Regions from separate parts of the Mus musculus genome. Here region 2 is linked to region 1. Evidence: chromatin contacts called from public HiChIP or PLAC-seq data. All regions are on one chromosome and are shown on one strand. The core of a region is the stretch at or near the end of the contact, and the rest is flanking DNA. Distances in the headings are between cores, read along the strand shown. Region 1 has its middle 26 kb from the start of Gm34112. Region 2 overlaps Bcas1 (breast carcinoma amplified sequence 1).

The links. HiChIP or PLAC-seq counts read pairs in DNA pulled down with a chosen protein or histone mark.
Region 2: a contact with region 1 is called in an H3K27ac HiChIP or PLAC-seq map of large pre-B cells, with 7 times the contacts expected there. The contact joins two enhancer-like sites. A contact is called at or near these places in 2 of 39 promoter capture datasets (hippocampal neurons and liver), 1 of 15 datasets of contacts at CTCF or cohesin (large pre-B cells), 1 of 115 datasets of contacts at active chromatin or transcription factors (large pre-B cells) and 1 of 9 other capture datasets (liver).

Annotation. Positions count from the first base shown.
Region 1 is chr2:169,517,697-169,524,830 of GRCm38.p6, forward strand. No RefSeq gene overlaps it. Among named protein-coding and RNA genes, the nearest start is that of Gm34112, 26 kb to the left of the region's middle. Within about 2 kb of position 2,450, at least 18 of the 459 cell types and tissues checked have an H3K27ac peak or open chromatin away from gene starts, as enhancers often do.
Region 2 is chr2:170,341,924-170,349,057 of GRCm38.p6, forward strand. It overlaps Bcas1 (breast carcinoma amplified sequence 1), which reads right to left. Exons shown (of 13, transcript NM_029815.2): 13 at 5,068-6,225. The coding sequence ends at 6,151. Among named protein-coding and RNA genes, the nearest start is that of Gm39999, 7.9 kb to the left of the region's middle. Within about 2 kb of position 3,793, at least 166 of the 459 cell types and tissues checked have an H3K27ac peak or open chromatin away from gene starts, as enhancers often do.

The DNA.
Region 1 (7,134 bases), core at 1,200-3,699:
AAAACCATTCTAGGCTTGACTGTTCCATCTGATCTTGTCACCCACCCCTGCATCCTGGTGCCCAGTCCTGTGTCTGGCAATGAGTTACTGGATGCCACCACCTTCAAAGGTGGTCCAGCAGAGAATCAATTCACAGGGAAAAAGTAGGACATGTGTCCATGACAACCATCAGCATGACCTGTGTAAGCATTTCCAAGTTCTGAGAAACCCAGGCAGGGAGACAGCTCCGTCAGAAAAGCATAACGCACGTGAGAAGACCTAAGTTTGTCCATAACACCTGTATGTCATAGGTCACTTCCTGTTGGTGTCACAAACTTAATCCATCTAAAAGCAACTTGAGGAGGAAAAGGCTTAGCTCATCTTAGAGGTTACAGTCTATCGCTGAAGGAAACTGAGGCAGGAACTGAAGGCAGGAGCGTGAAGCAGAGTCCATGGAGAAATGTGGCTCGCTGCCTTTCTCTTAACCGTACTTTCAGGTTCATCTCTTAAACAGCTCAGGGTTACCCACTCATGGGTGGTGCCATCAGCCATAGGCTGGCCCTCTGTCATCAATCAATCAGTCAATACAAGTCTCACAGACTTGCATATAGGCCAAAACCCTAGCCATCGCAGGTGCCAGTTGAAACTTGTAACTAAGTTTAGCAAATTTCATGGTTAGATGGAATTAGATTGGTTAGCTGGGAATGGGATTGCTGAGAGAAGATTGGTGTGTGTATATGTGTGTGTCTGCACATGTACGTGCAAGTGCACACATGTGCTCTTGCATGAACACGGGTGTGCACAAGTAGGTAAAGGTCAGAGGTCAACTTCAGGGGTTACTTCAAGAGCCAGCAGTCCTGTTTTCCAGGTTGGCTTTCTCAGTGGCTGGGGTTTCGCTGCTCAGGCTGGTTGCCTAGACAACCACGGGGAAACCACTGTTTCTAGCAACCCAGCATGGGACACCCTAGCCAGGAAGTTAGGAGCACGAACTGTCACGGCTTTTTGGTGAATGGTTGGGGGTTTCTAAGGACAGAATCCAGTTCTTCATGCTTAAGAAGGCAAGCCTTTTACTGGTCACCTTCCTGAGATTTCTAGGTTTTAATAATTATTTGTAAGTTCTGTATTGAGACATATAAGACCTTCCACTGACTGACTGCCTCCTCAGAGTTGGACACACCGATGATCCCTCTCTGTTCCTCATCTTGGATCTGTACCATATACCCCGACATCATAGAATGTTCTTGAATGCATTACATGTGTTTCAGATATGCCATGTGACGATATATATTTTCTTTATGTGTTTGCCAGTTGTAATCCGTTTTTATGCATTTCTGGTCTGACAAGAGATTTGTCTTCTGAATATGGACATCAGAAAGGGTCACCTTGATTGTGCTGGCAATTTCTGGTCACTATGCATAGCCCACGTCACAAATACTGCATGTATACAAATGGTTTGTTAATGATAGTGTGGGTATTGACAGACTCAATACCCTTCATGCACAATGACATCCCCATTCCTTGAGTCTCTTACCTGTCCACTGGATCCTAAACCCATCAATTGACCTCTTGTATTGCTGTTATGGATGGGGTGGGGGGGTGCTGCAGGAAGGAAGAACAAAGCTATACTGTGTCGACCTATACACCCCTCCTTTTCCTTAGTGAGGCTTGCCCATGCTCCTGTTATTCTCCTGGAGAATCTGCAGTCAAGTGGTAATCAGCAAAGATGGAGGGGGGTCAGTCCCTTTAACTCGGGAGATTTTTCAGGAACACGTGAGTGCATGTGTGTTCACAGGCAGCGCTTCTGAGATCCTTGCAGTGGAGGTGAGTAACAGTCCTAATTGCCCTTTCACAGAAGCACAACAAAGATTCAGAGAATTCGGGTCGTTTTCTGAAAACCACACAGCTTACAGGTTTTGGAGCACAGGAAAGAACCCAGCTTTTTATGAAAGGTCCTTATGCAGGGTCCCACTCAGCAAACTCTCACTGCACCCTTCCAAGTGCCTTTTGTTTGAGTGGAATATCCGCTATATTCCCAAATTCACAGCAAACTTTGTATCCTGATAACATATTCAAGGACCTCAGGCAGTATAATATCATAATAGATTTTGGCCTCTAGGGGTTGTCCCATTGTTGTCCTACCTGCTTCTCAAAGTTCAGGAGAGAGGGGGAGATGCAGGCCACCTGTCATCCTGTCTCAAAGAGATGCCTGACTCAAAAGGAAGTTGCGGGTGGAAAACAAACCATCAGCCTGCCTGTGTTCCAAGCCTAGGGCTTCCCCAGCCTGCAGACTGACCCCACAAGGCACTGATAGGGCACAGGGAAGGATGCAAGAAGGATACGGTGCTTGTTGTCCCAGCACATGCCTTCCCCGTAAGGGTACCATCAGGAGGCGGGGTGTGTTTCGGCTTGCCTTGCCCCCATCCTGTTCACTGTCTCTTCCTGCCTAGAGACCAGCACCCAAGTCAGACAATAGACTGAGGCTGAAGTCGACGAAACCACAGAATGAGGAACGAGAACCAGAAGCCAGTGGCAGCTGAACTCTTTGAGGGCAGAAGTGGCGACCAGTGCAATATTAAACACGTTTTTAAAATCCCATGTCAACTGGATGTCAGGAATAAATTTTAAATCTATCACCCTGCCCAGGGCCTCCAATAGGAAAGAGTCCCTCGGGGCCAAGCAGTTTAGCCTACAGTGTTCCCAGAGCTAAGAAAATCAAGTGTCGAAATCCATGTCTTCACCTTCCCTAAAAATGGAAGGGTATGTAAGCTGGTTTCTATTTTTGGTCCATGCACCCGAGTCAGCTGGATGTGAGCTCCGGGGATCGTAAGGTAACATCTCTTCCTACAAAATACGCTCCCATTGTTACCAAGTGTCAGGGAGTGTAGGGATATTAATAATGTTGAGAACCCCATGTTTGAGAATTACATCTTCCAAAAGAGATTTTAGAGAGTCAGGCTCTAGTATTTGGGGATAGAATTTGTCAAGATGACTTGCAACAGCGAGACTGGATCGGCTGCTTTGGAGTATAAGCTGGAGGTACGCGGAGGGGGGGGGGGGGAATGGGCCTTGACTTCCTCCCTAGGTAAGGATCAGGTAGTGATGGCTTCCTGGCTGCTGTCTCTAAGGATGGTGGAAATGATCTCTGGGTCCCTTCTGATCTTTAGTACAGGGAAACACATGGACACGGGGCAGCTTATTACAGCTGCATATAACAGCCTTATCCCCAGCAGCATGTAGTTAGGTGGTGTAGGGGCCCCAACTTCCATCTCTTAACCATCTGTCCTACTGAATCAAGGACGTTAACATCCAACTGCACTCCACCCATATCTCCTGCACCACGGAGCGCCCTAGCCAAGTATCTGTGTTTCCTTCTTACCGTTCTGTGAGGTTTCTCTCCCACCCCTTTAAAGCGTTCTTCGTTATTTGAGTCTCCATCCTGTGTGCACTGTCCCCAATGTGGCAATGTGTGCTAGGAAGATGGAACCCATGAGACATGGCAGCCACCTTCATGGCAGCCTCCAGATCCTCCACTTTGATCCTTGCCTGCCAGGGTATGGCTACGCAAGCCTTAGCTTGAAGAGAACTGTTTGCTTCAGATCCTCTCATTCACAGGCTTGATGTCAGAATTTCTGGCCAGCTTTTCTCTGTCACTTCGAGGGAGCCTGGGGTGTCAGAGGTGCTAAGAAAAAAAGCAAGATTTATTAACTAAAGAACACATGTGCCTAACATAGCCTAAGAATCTAAACCAGGACCAGACATGGACTGGACTCCCCTGGGGTGGAGTCAGTGGGAGCAGTAGAAGGACTTGTCCTCTGGCTGGCTGGAGAGCCCAAGTAGAAGACTTCCAGGACAAAGTGAACAGCATGGTGCTAGACAGAGGTTGACAACGATGGTTCCATGAGGGAGGAGCTACCTCTGTGCTCACTGTTTGTCTTAGTCAGGGCTTTACTGCTGTGAGCAGACACTCTGACCAAGGCAACTCTCATAAGGACAATGCTTAATTGGGGCTGGCTTACAGGTTTAGAGGTTCACTCCATTATCATTAAGGCATCTAGTCAGGCATTGTGCAGGAGGAGCTGAGAGTTCTACATCTTCACCCAAAGGCTGCTAGCAGAATACTGACTTCCAGGCAGCTAAGATGAGGGTCTTAAAGCCCACACCCACAGTGACACACCTATTCCAACAAGGCCACACCTTCTAACAGTGTCACTCTCTGGGCTGAGCATATACAAACCATCACACTAGTCAAGACTATTATTGCATTTTTAAAGAAATCATTGTCTCACCAGAAGTCTGGTTGCATTCTGGAAAAAGAATAAAATGTGCAAAGTCATAATGAAGTAGACAGCAGCCATGAGCATTTGCTTATGTCACCATTCTGACGACCCACTGTTCACCCTCTTGGCCATGTCTTGATGCCGGGCCAAACTCAAACAGAGCTGTCGGTGCCCCAAAGCCGCACACGGTAAAGTTTTTGGGTTTTCAGTCATTCTCACTTTGCTGCTGTCAAGTCCAGCTCTGCTCTGGGCTTACTATTTATCACACTGGCTTTGAACAAGAAGTTGGATTTTTCCCTTTCATAACAAAAAAATATGTTGATAGGTATTTGTTGACCCTGGCTGGTTTATACAACATGTCTGGGATTTGGCCAGAGTCTTTGGTTTTTCTCTTCTCTCCTCCCCTCCCCTCCCCTCCCCTCCCCTCCCCTCTTCATGGTTTGCTTGCTTGCTTGCTTGCTTGGTTGCTGACAGGCTCTCCCGTAACCCAGCTATCCTTGAACTCCAGATGTAACCTTGAACTTCTGATACTCTTGACGCCACCTCCTGAGTCATGGGGTTACAGGCCTGAGATTCCATATCTGATATATGCAATACTGGAGTTTGATGCCAGGCCTTCATGCATGCAAAGCAAGCACTCTACCAACTGTGCCACAGCTGCCCTCAGCTCTTGTGTCAGGGTCTTTAAGACAACCTTAACCTCTGATCATGATTTTATGATAGGGCTTCCCTCTTGACAGCTTTCCTTTCAAGGAAGGCAGAGGGGGGAGGGTCCTTTTCTCATTGTGTGAGTTAGAGACACTCAACTCCAGTTCAGTTGGGCACCCTGATTTTTTTTCTCTCTGTTGCCTCTGACAGACTTTGTAGCAAGCATATGTGTCCCTTGGCACAGACAAGGAAAATTCTGCACACACCCGCCCGTTGGCATTTAGCGCTCCATTATACCCTGGAATCTCAGTGCTTATATTTCCGTGGTGGTGTCTCTTATTGTCTTAGTACTAAGGGAGAAAGCGTAACTCAGACTAAAAGCAAAGTAAATAGCAGAGAGATAAAGAGAGGGGCAGGTAAGCCTGGATCAGCAGGATTGGCAGGGCAGATTTGACTCTTTGCATTGGCTGGCCCATGGCCCCATTATGATGCCGGTTCTTATCTTTCTGATAGTTCAATGCCATCTTGTCACACTGGACTGATTCCTGTCTGTACTTGCTTGTCTCTAAGGTACAGTTTTATATCTGACATGCCGATGACCTGAAACATGCTTCCTGAACTCTGAGTTGATTGACGCTCCAACACTCACGCTCAACTCAAATATCACTTCCTCTTGGAAGCCCGCTGGGACTGCGCCCTGTACATTTGCCCACTTCCAGTAACTCATTGTTCACCACACCATGTTGGCTTTACCTTTTCAGAGGCTTTTCCCAATCTAAAGCTGTCATGTTCTTTTTTCCTTTAACTCTGCCTGCTATACTGTACTCTAGGACTGAGGGCCTGAGGGTCAGTGTCTGTCTTTGTGCACTTAGCTGAGTTCCTAAAGAGCCAATAAGTTTTAGAGAAAGGGAAAGAGGCAGGTAGCCCTGGAAAGGGGCCCAGAGGGACTGGTTCAGTCATTAAAGTCCTTGCCACATACGCAGGAGACCCAAATTTATATTCTCAGCAGCTGCATAAGATCTGAGTGTGGCAATGTTCACCCTCAACACTAGCATTGAGGGGGAGAGGGGAAGTGTGGAGCAGGTCCCCAAAGCCTGCTGGGTAGCCACGTTAGCCAATCAGTGAGCTTCAGGCTCATTGAGCGACCTCAAGAATAAGATGAAGGAGCCCTGATGTTGATTTATAGCTTGCATATGCTCACACATACCTGCACATACACCTGCCATGCACACAGAAACACAAATACATACAAACAGACAGACACATAGCATGTGTGCGTGCGCACACACAGACACATCATGCCTTGATTTCAGGGAAGGAGGTTGTCTAACTGAGGAAAACTTATGAAAATTTTTCAGATGCACAAGCCACAACCACGTGGCAGAGGTCACAGGCTGACCCACAGCTCTGTATGCCCTAGTGGGGAATGTGCACAACGGAATCTCCCCTGCAGCCGTGAGTGGAACACACCTATTGTGTCAGGTCTTCATGCTGCCACGTGAGCTGTTCTTGGCAGCTGTTTTATGCATTCATGACTGTGGACAGAATGACAAAGCCATTTATATGTCAAGAAAAAAAATCACCTGGTGATCTTCTGTGTATTGTCTTCTGAGAGAATACTTAGTTCTCAACACCTGCCAAACAAGAGCCACTGCCAAAAAAGACATAGAAATAAAAGGTTTGAAAGAAATCATGGAAAAAGAGATCGGAATGAAGCAGCTTCCGGATTGCCAGCACTACGCATGCGCACTTAGAGCCACTGTGCACTTTTCTTCCATGAAGACAATGGAGGGACCGAACAATGCTGGGATTCAGAATATAGTCGAAATAAAATGGCCGGAAGTGCTATCCCCAGATGATTTCACAGATCTACCTCACCTAACGGGGAGCCTTTAAGCATTACCCACAAACCAAGAGAGGCTGTAATAATGTCGCCACCCCTTGTCCCTTCATGCAGCTCTTTGCCTAAAGAATTTGTCCCGTGTGTCCTTGCCAACCTGCCAGAGGCAAGGAAACCTGCACCGCCCCCGCCCCGTGTGGGAGCTAAGCTTGCAAGCCAACGCCTCTGCACCCATGAACGGATTCACGCTTCCTATTTTAAAGTGGTCAGCGGCAGGTGAGCGGCTGTGCGAGCACAGGCAACAAACTGTAAAGATGGAGCCAAGCAAGACGGTGCCACGTGCCTTCATTTCGGTTGCCTCTGTCAATCTGCTCTCACGATGCCTGTTAC
Region 2 (7,134 bases), core at 2,543-5,042, 830 kb after region 1:
CAGACCACACACCCAGTGGGTGCTTCGTGGTGTGGTCTCTCAGGGGTTTTCCGAATTTCTCCTACATTGGAACTGCCTGGAGGCTCCTTAGGGACACCGGTGGCTGGGTCCCGCTCTGGGGACTTTAGGTCAGAGTGTCTGGATTAGAGTGTGAGGGCCCTGTATCCCTATTAAGCTTCTCTGTCAGTGCGGCATCTGCTGGTTCAGGACAAACGACCGAGAGCCCCTGAGCTGGCCACCTGGTACATAGATGTGATTAGCATGATCAAACATTTGGAGCGGAGCGAAGCTCACCGGCGCATATGCTCACCCACTCTCAGGCCTAGTGGGCCCATCAATCTAGCAGCTCAAATGGCATTCACTGAGCACCTGCTAGGCCCATGCTAGACCACCGGACAGTGTCTATGAAGCACAGAGAGGCAGTGACCTAGAGAAGCCCAGCGCCTAACGACGGTGCTGTGGTGGCTGAGCCTTGGCTCACACGGGTCCTGTTAGCAGAAACTTCATAGGCGTGGTTGGTTTGGGCATTCCTGTCAGCTGCTGTAGTCATCGTAGCTGCCTTCTCAAGGCCGAGTTCACTCAAACAGTCAGGTGAAACTGATTCTAATAATCCCATAATCCCCTTGCCTAGAAGGGCACTTATCACCTGTCACTAGTTGTAGTCCAAAGTTAACCCATAGAACAAGGCAGAGCAAAGCCTTTCGGGACCAGAGCCAGGCTGTGGCACAACACCTGTTATATGTAAGGATGCATTTCATTGTCAAGTCAGAACAATCTCTGAGAACCAAAGCCAAGGCTGTCGCAAACACCATGCGTCAGATAAATAAATACCCTTTTGGCTAGTATTAGTTGTTCATGGGAATAGGGGGCTTCTGTTTCTTAGACTCCGGCTTTCCTGTGCAGGAATGGCTGCTATTTTACTGAGTACTGATTGTGTGAGACCCACTGCACTGTTAATGGTGATCACTGCAAGCCCACTATCGCTATCTCCTTATTACAGTAGGAAGCAGAGATGCTAATTCACCCGACCGATAACATGCGTACTCGCGTGCACGTGCACGTGTGTGTGTGTGTGTGTGTGTGTGTGTGTGTAGGGGGGGCGCAGGTTGTGGGAAATTATAGAAGCAGTCAAAGGTTGCTCGAATGCTTGGCAACCACACATTCTCCCAAAAGCTTCTTGCAAGGTGGGACAGAAAGGACCAGAAATCTCACCTGGCTCCTCCTTGTTTGAAGGGCTGTGGGGATCATAGATAGCAACTGACCTGCCCGGTTTCTCTCAACTCTTCCCGTTTTCTTAGTGAAACCTGACAGTATTCTGGAAGTTAGTCAACAGACAGACTCTTGGTTCAATTTCCTGGGTAGGCAATATAGTCGGAAGCAGCTTGGTCAGTCTGCGGAACCCAGTTCCTGGGCGCCCCCATGTGGTCGGATTACGTAAAAGGCGTTTGAATGATGGTGTCACTCCCAAGACATGAGCTCCTTCAAAGGCAATAGTTGCCAGCTGGGGCCATTTTGTCAGGAAGCACCTATTTGGAAATCTGAAACAAATGCACACAGGGTCCCTGCCAATCAGCTCCTAAGAAGATGTAAGGAAACACTTAAAGTCCGCGCAGGGAGGTGGGGGACGAAGGGGGGGAATGGAGGGGGGAAGGGGAGAGGGCACACAGCTGAAACTTAGATAAACGCATCAAGAAGGCTGTGTGTGCGATCCTGTCAGGCAGCGTGACCTGTATCCTGGTTTCTGTTAAATCATGTGGTTGGCTTCCGCCTGGCAAGTGAGAGGCCCCAGGGTGCAGAGGAGCGGGAGGTAGCTTTATGGGTGGCTACACAGAAGCCAAAAAAAAAAACAAAAAAACAGTCTAACCTCTGGAGAATCGACCCCTGGCCCAGTGTCTCTGCCTCCACTACAGACTGAAGAATCAATGTCTGGACGTTGCTTGCTGTCCTTTCCCCCCTTGTTGCTAACAGGCAGTCTTTCAGGGGCCCACGCTGCTCCACAATCCACAGAGTAAACACAGTCCTGACCAGGGACAAACCCGACTCTGCACACTGTGCCAAACTGCTTACTTAAGGGCTCTAAAGAGAACGCCGAGAGTGGTTGAAGCTGAGCCCCGTCAGCAACCCAGCCCTAATCTTGGGGTTTGCACCGTGGGAAAGTGGGTAACTGCTGCCCTTTCCCTCTCCTTCCTCACAAGCAGGACAGGGAAGGATTTTCTCTTCCATTTGTGTTCATTACCACGCTGCTGCCCCTCCACCCTTGTACCGCTGGAAATGGAACACAAGGCCCCGTTTGTGCTGGGCCAGTACTGTAGCTCTGAGCTACACCCTAAGCTCCAGTTTATTGCTCCAGGACCTGGCTGGGGCTCTGGGACAGAAGAGACCACACCTGCAAGTCCTGGATGTGGACACCTAGCCTTCTTCTGGGACTTTGGGGGGAGCCAGAGGGGTACGTTCTGGACTTTTAAAATCTAATGAGACCCCCACTGCTCTGGGTGTGTGTGTGTGTCTGGACTATATCTGGATTGTTTGACTGTTTGCATGGTGCTTGGGGGGTAGGGATTGAGAGAGAGAGAGAGAGAGAGAGAGAGAGAAGAGGGGGAGGGAGGGAGAAACAGAAACAGAGAGAAACAGAGAGAGAGAGAGAGAGAGAGAGAGAGAGACCTGTGTTTAATGAGCTACAAACAAAACAGTCTCTCTCTGGCTTTCTTTTTCCCCTCCTATTTTTTGGCAGCTCTTTAGGTTTGTGGCTCCTTCCCCCCCCCCCGCCCCCCTCCCCAGGATGAATCCAAGAGTGGCCTCGGGCTGCTGGGAACAACTGCTCCTTTGAGTGAACTCTTTTATGGATATTAGGCAAACAATTTCTGTCAGCAGGAACTGGGAGGCATCACTGAGAACATGCATGCACGTGTGTGTGTGTGTGTGTGTGTGTGTGTGTGTGTGTGTGCACTTGCATGTGTGTGTGTGTAACTTGCACGCACAATGCCGGGCATCTCATCTCACTAGCTCCATCCTTGGGAAAGGCACGTCTTCTTGGCAAGAGAGAGGAGACACTTCCCTGAGCACCTACAAACAAATCAGCGAATCATTAACCGACTCATGGTGACAACGGGCACCTTTGTCCCTCTCCTCCCGCACGCACGTCTTTACTTGGTTTTTCTTTGGGGCTAGGATTCTGGGTTGTTTCGGTGCCTGTCAGGTTTGCTTCTCACTCCTCACTCCACCTGCCAGAGCTTGGTTGGGCTCTGTGGGCCGAGCTCTCAGTTTCTTGCCCCCTCTTTGTCCTGTGAACTTTCTGTGCGATTTAGGGAGTGCCTTGCTGGGGCAGTTAGTGAACTCTGCATCAGAGAAAGGATTGCAACGGAAAACGCAACCTTCACAGGAAGCACAAAACTTGCTTCTTAAACTACAGCTGGGTTTACGGTCCCAGCAATAAATCACTGAGTTTGTGGCTTAAATTTCCTGGCCTTCATAAAAACAAAAGCAAACCACAATTTCATTAAGAGTGCCCTCTTCTTCAGCCTAGGAGAAGGGAGGGACCAGGAATAAACACCCGGGAGGGGCTTTGCTGAGCTTCTCTCAGACAACCCCTCTCCCATCCCAATTTAGAAACTGGAGGTTGCTATTGCCTGGTGGCCAGAGTCAGTCACTCCCCACTGCTTCTGCGCCTCCCAATCCTGCCTGTTAATGTCTCTCATCTCAGCCTGAGGCGCCGGTGCCCTGTAAGGTGAAACTGGCCAACTTCCTCTACAGGCTGAGCTAGCCCAGAGGCTGGCAAAAGGTCACAGCAGGCGTCACCCCCAGGGATCTGCAGACAAAGGAACTGACAGCTGGCTGGTCTCATTGGTGTCAACTCAGAAGGACTGGGTAGTGTGGCCACTTCTCCCCCTCTTCCAGTTTTCCCAAGGTGCTTTTAGCACCCTACCCCAATCTTTCCAGCAAAACCTTCTAGCATGGTACGGGACTCTGAACCCGGCAAGGAACAGACAGTGATTTCCAAATCAGGTCCTGAGGATCCAGGAAACAAGTTTAGCTTAAAGGAAACCACTGCTGATCTGTATTTGAAACCCAGAATCCAGTCAGTGTGCTGGCAGGCCCCAGGCCCCAGGCCACACTGCCTTACTTCCTCCATATCTGGGGGCCTCACAGACATGGCTGCTCTCTGGATACATTTACCAGTTTTCCAGTCTGTTCTGTCCTAGGTGTGGTTCCTGTGCTCTCATTCACGCTAGGACAAGATAGATGGCAATGTTTATTTCTGACCCCTGTGAGACAGTCTCATGTTCTGCGTGCGTGTGTGTGTGTGTGTGTGTGTGTGTGTGTGTGCATGAGCGTGCATGTGTGTGTAAAACCTGCCAGTGTGTGTGTGTGTGTGTGTGTGTGCAAATTTGCTAGTCTGGCAAGAATGAATATATTCTAAAGGGACACCCGCGATCCTCTTTGACTATAGACTATGGAAACAACCAATCTCAGAAAGTTAAAATTTCCCCAGGAGACCCCAGGAGGAGAAGGAAAAGGCTGAAGCCCTGGGGTGGGGGTGGGGGATGGAGAGGGAGGGAGGAGAGGGCTGGAGGAGGAGTTTACTGGAGAGAGCATCACTGCTCCTAGGAGAGACTTGGAGCTGAGGTAGAGGTGAGCAGGGAACCGCCCCTGGGCTGAACTGCTTGGCTATGCAGTCCTGTTTTCGACTTGAAGGACCTTGAAGGCAGCCTGTGGGAGGCAGGAGAGACTCTTGAATCTTTCTCCCTCTTCCCAGTGTGGCCACATGGAAGAATCTGTTTTTTAATATTAATTTGGCTCTTTTAATTGGCTTATGAAAGACTGGAGGTCAAACCTGGTTTGCTAGGGCAGAGGCTGTGAACTGATCATATGTGCACACCAATGTATTCCTGCCTATATGAGTTTGCAGTATGAATGTTCACGAACACAGAGTCGTGTGTGAGAGTATATCTGGACACGTGTGTGGGCATTCATAGTGTACACTGTCTTCCAGCTGCTTACAAAGACGCAGCCCTTGTAGAGAGCGTTGTCAGCGAGCTGCACTTGAAGTTTAGAATCAAAAGCTTTTCTAAAATGTAATATTTTTTTATTAAATTGGGAAAAGAAAGGTACAATACAGATGACTATCAGTCAATCATATGGTACTTGGCAATTCCATCTTAATGGATTCACAGTCCAATTCAGTTCTCTGTACAAGAATTAAAAAAAAAAAACCACCTCAAGTATTCGCATAATCTGTCAATTTTTATTAACTGGGTTAGGGGAGGGTTTTTATCAGAGCACATTATGAAAACATTAGGACATTACAGACAGGCGTGAGATAAGCGTCAGACCGAACAGATGAAGCAAGTCCCTCAGCCATCTGAGAAACATTAATAATGAAATAGTGCAGAAACAAATCTTTGTTAGGGGTACCGGATGCAAAGGGAAAAAGCAGAGATCCTGGCGCCCCCTTGTGTTGCAAAATGAACCTGCACCTTTATTTCATTTTGCTGTTTCCCTTTTGAAGTTGGGAATTCATGCCCTTGTCCCTGTGCCCCAGAAGTAATTGTTTCCCCAAATCCTAGCAAGCCCTCTCCAGCAAATCACTTCCCCATTCACTGATAACTTCCAAGGACCCTATTTGAAAACCAATTCTTGCCCATTCTTCTTTACAGCCCACACATCCTGTTCCAAAAGTTGGCAGACGCCCAGCGTAGATGCCTGCCCTGAGTCCTCCTTCCCCCAAGTGTGAAATGAAATAAACCAGTCTTCCCTTCCCCTCTTCAGGCTTAGAGGATGTGGCAAGAGTGGCTACAAATCCAGATATTCTTTGTCTCATAAGCACTTTTCTTCTGCATCTTACTGGATACCTGCCATTTTTTCATAACTTAACACAAATGCCTTTATCTACCTACTTCCTCCCCCACCTGGCACTCACCAGCTCCCTTGGATCAACTGGTCAACCTGCTAAGCCATTTTTACACTTAAATGCCAGGAAAGACTGGACCAGAGACGTAAATAATACACCTCGATCTACAACAATTCAGGTTGAAGTTGTAGGCAGAATTTCATTGGCTGACCAGAAGAAGAAGAAGAAAAATATATACACAGTGTGGGTCTGGACAGTAGATGGAGTGGGAGGAGAACCCAGTGGGAACTGGGTGATTTTGTTTACTTGGATTTTCCAACTGGTCCGATGGAGACCGGGTCCGTTTGCACCTGAGCATCCGACATCCGCTTTGGTCCCTGGAGAAAAACATAAAGCAGCCAGCGTGAGGCCAACAGCAGCGAGGGGGACTTATCACGTGCTTATTCTACGTAAATATGACAGTGCTCATGGGCGGATGTCTAGCTTTAATACCTAGCGACGTTGCTTCCTGGGTTTGTGAAATCCTAGACACATTATGATTTGATTTTAAAATGGGAGTGCTCAAACCCAACTCTGAGAGGTGCTCCCAGATAAAGTGTGCTCAAAGTGTGACACATATTAGAGCAGTCCTGGGGTCGGGGGTCAGGGGTCAGAGGCCAGGGTGGGACTTGCTATTCTAGTTCATTCTACATCCCTAGCCACTGTCAATAGCTCATTCTTTCAGGTTCTAACAAAATGGTGCCCTGATTTGTTCCCCAGCACTATCTGAAGTGACCTTACTCTGTTTGACCTGACATCCTCCTCCTCTGTGGGTTCAGTCTGCTGCCTCCTCGGGACCATTCGAGTGCCCCGGCATGTGGAGGTTGCACCTCACTACTGTCCCAGTGTGGCAGGTGGATGCGTGCAGTCTTGCACCACTACTGTCTCACCCTTTCCCCCACGGGTTGCTGTTGGTCATGGTGTTTATCACAGCAATAGAAAGCAAACTGCAACAGAATTGCAGCTGTTACCATGACCTCAATTTGACAACGGGGGAAACTGAGGCACGAAGGGGTTGGGTTGAGTGACTCAGCCAAGGACACAGAGCTAGGAGGCAGCCAGAGCAGAACTGCAGTGGAGTGGCTTGGCAGCATAGGTGTTTGGTCTTGCTCTCCTCCACGCTGTCCCTGCTACTATTTAGATCATCCTGTCCCCCACACCTGGCATCTTCATCCTTCCTGCCTCTATCCTTGGGCTCCAGGACAGCCTGTGTGTCTGCTGCTCTCTGTGCCTAGAACAGTGCCTGG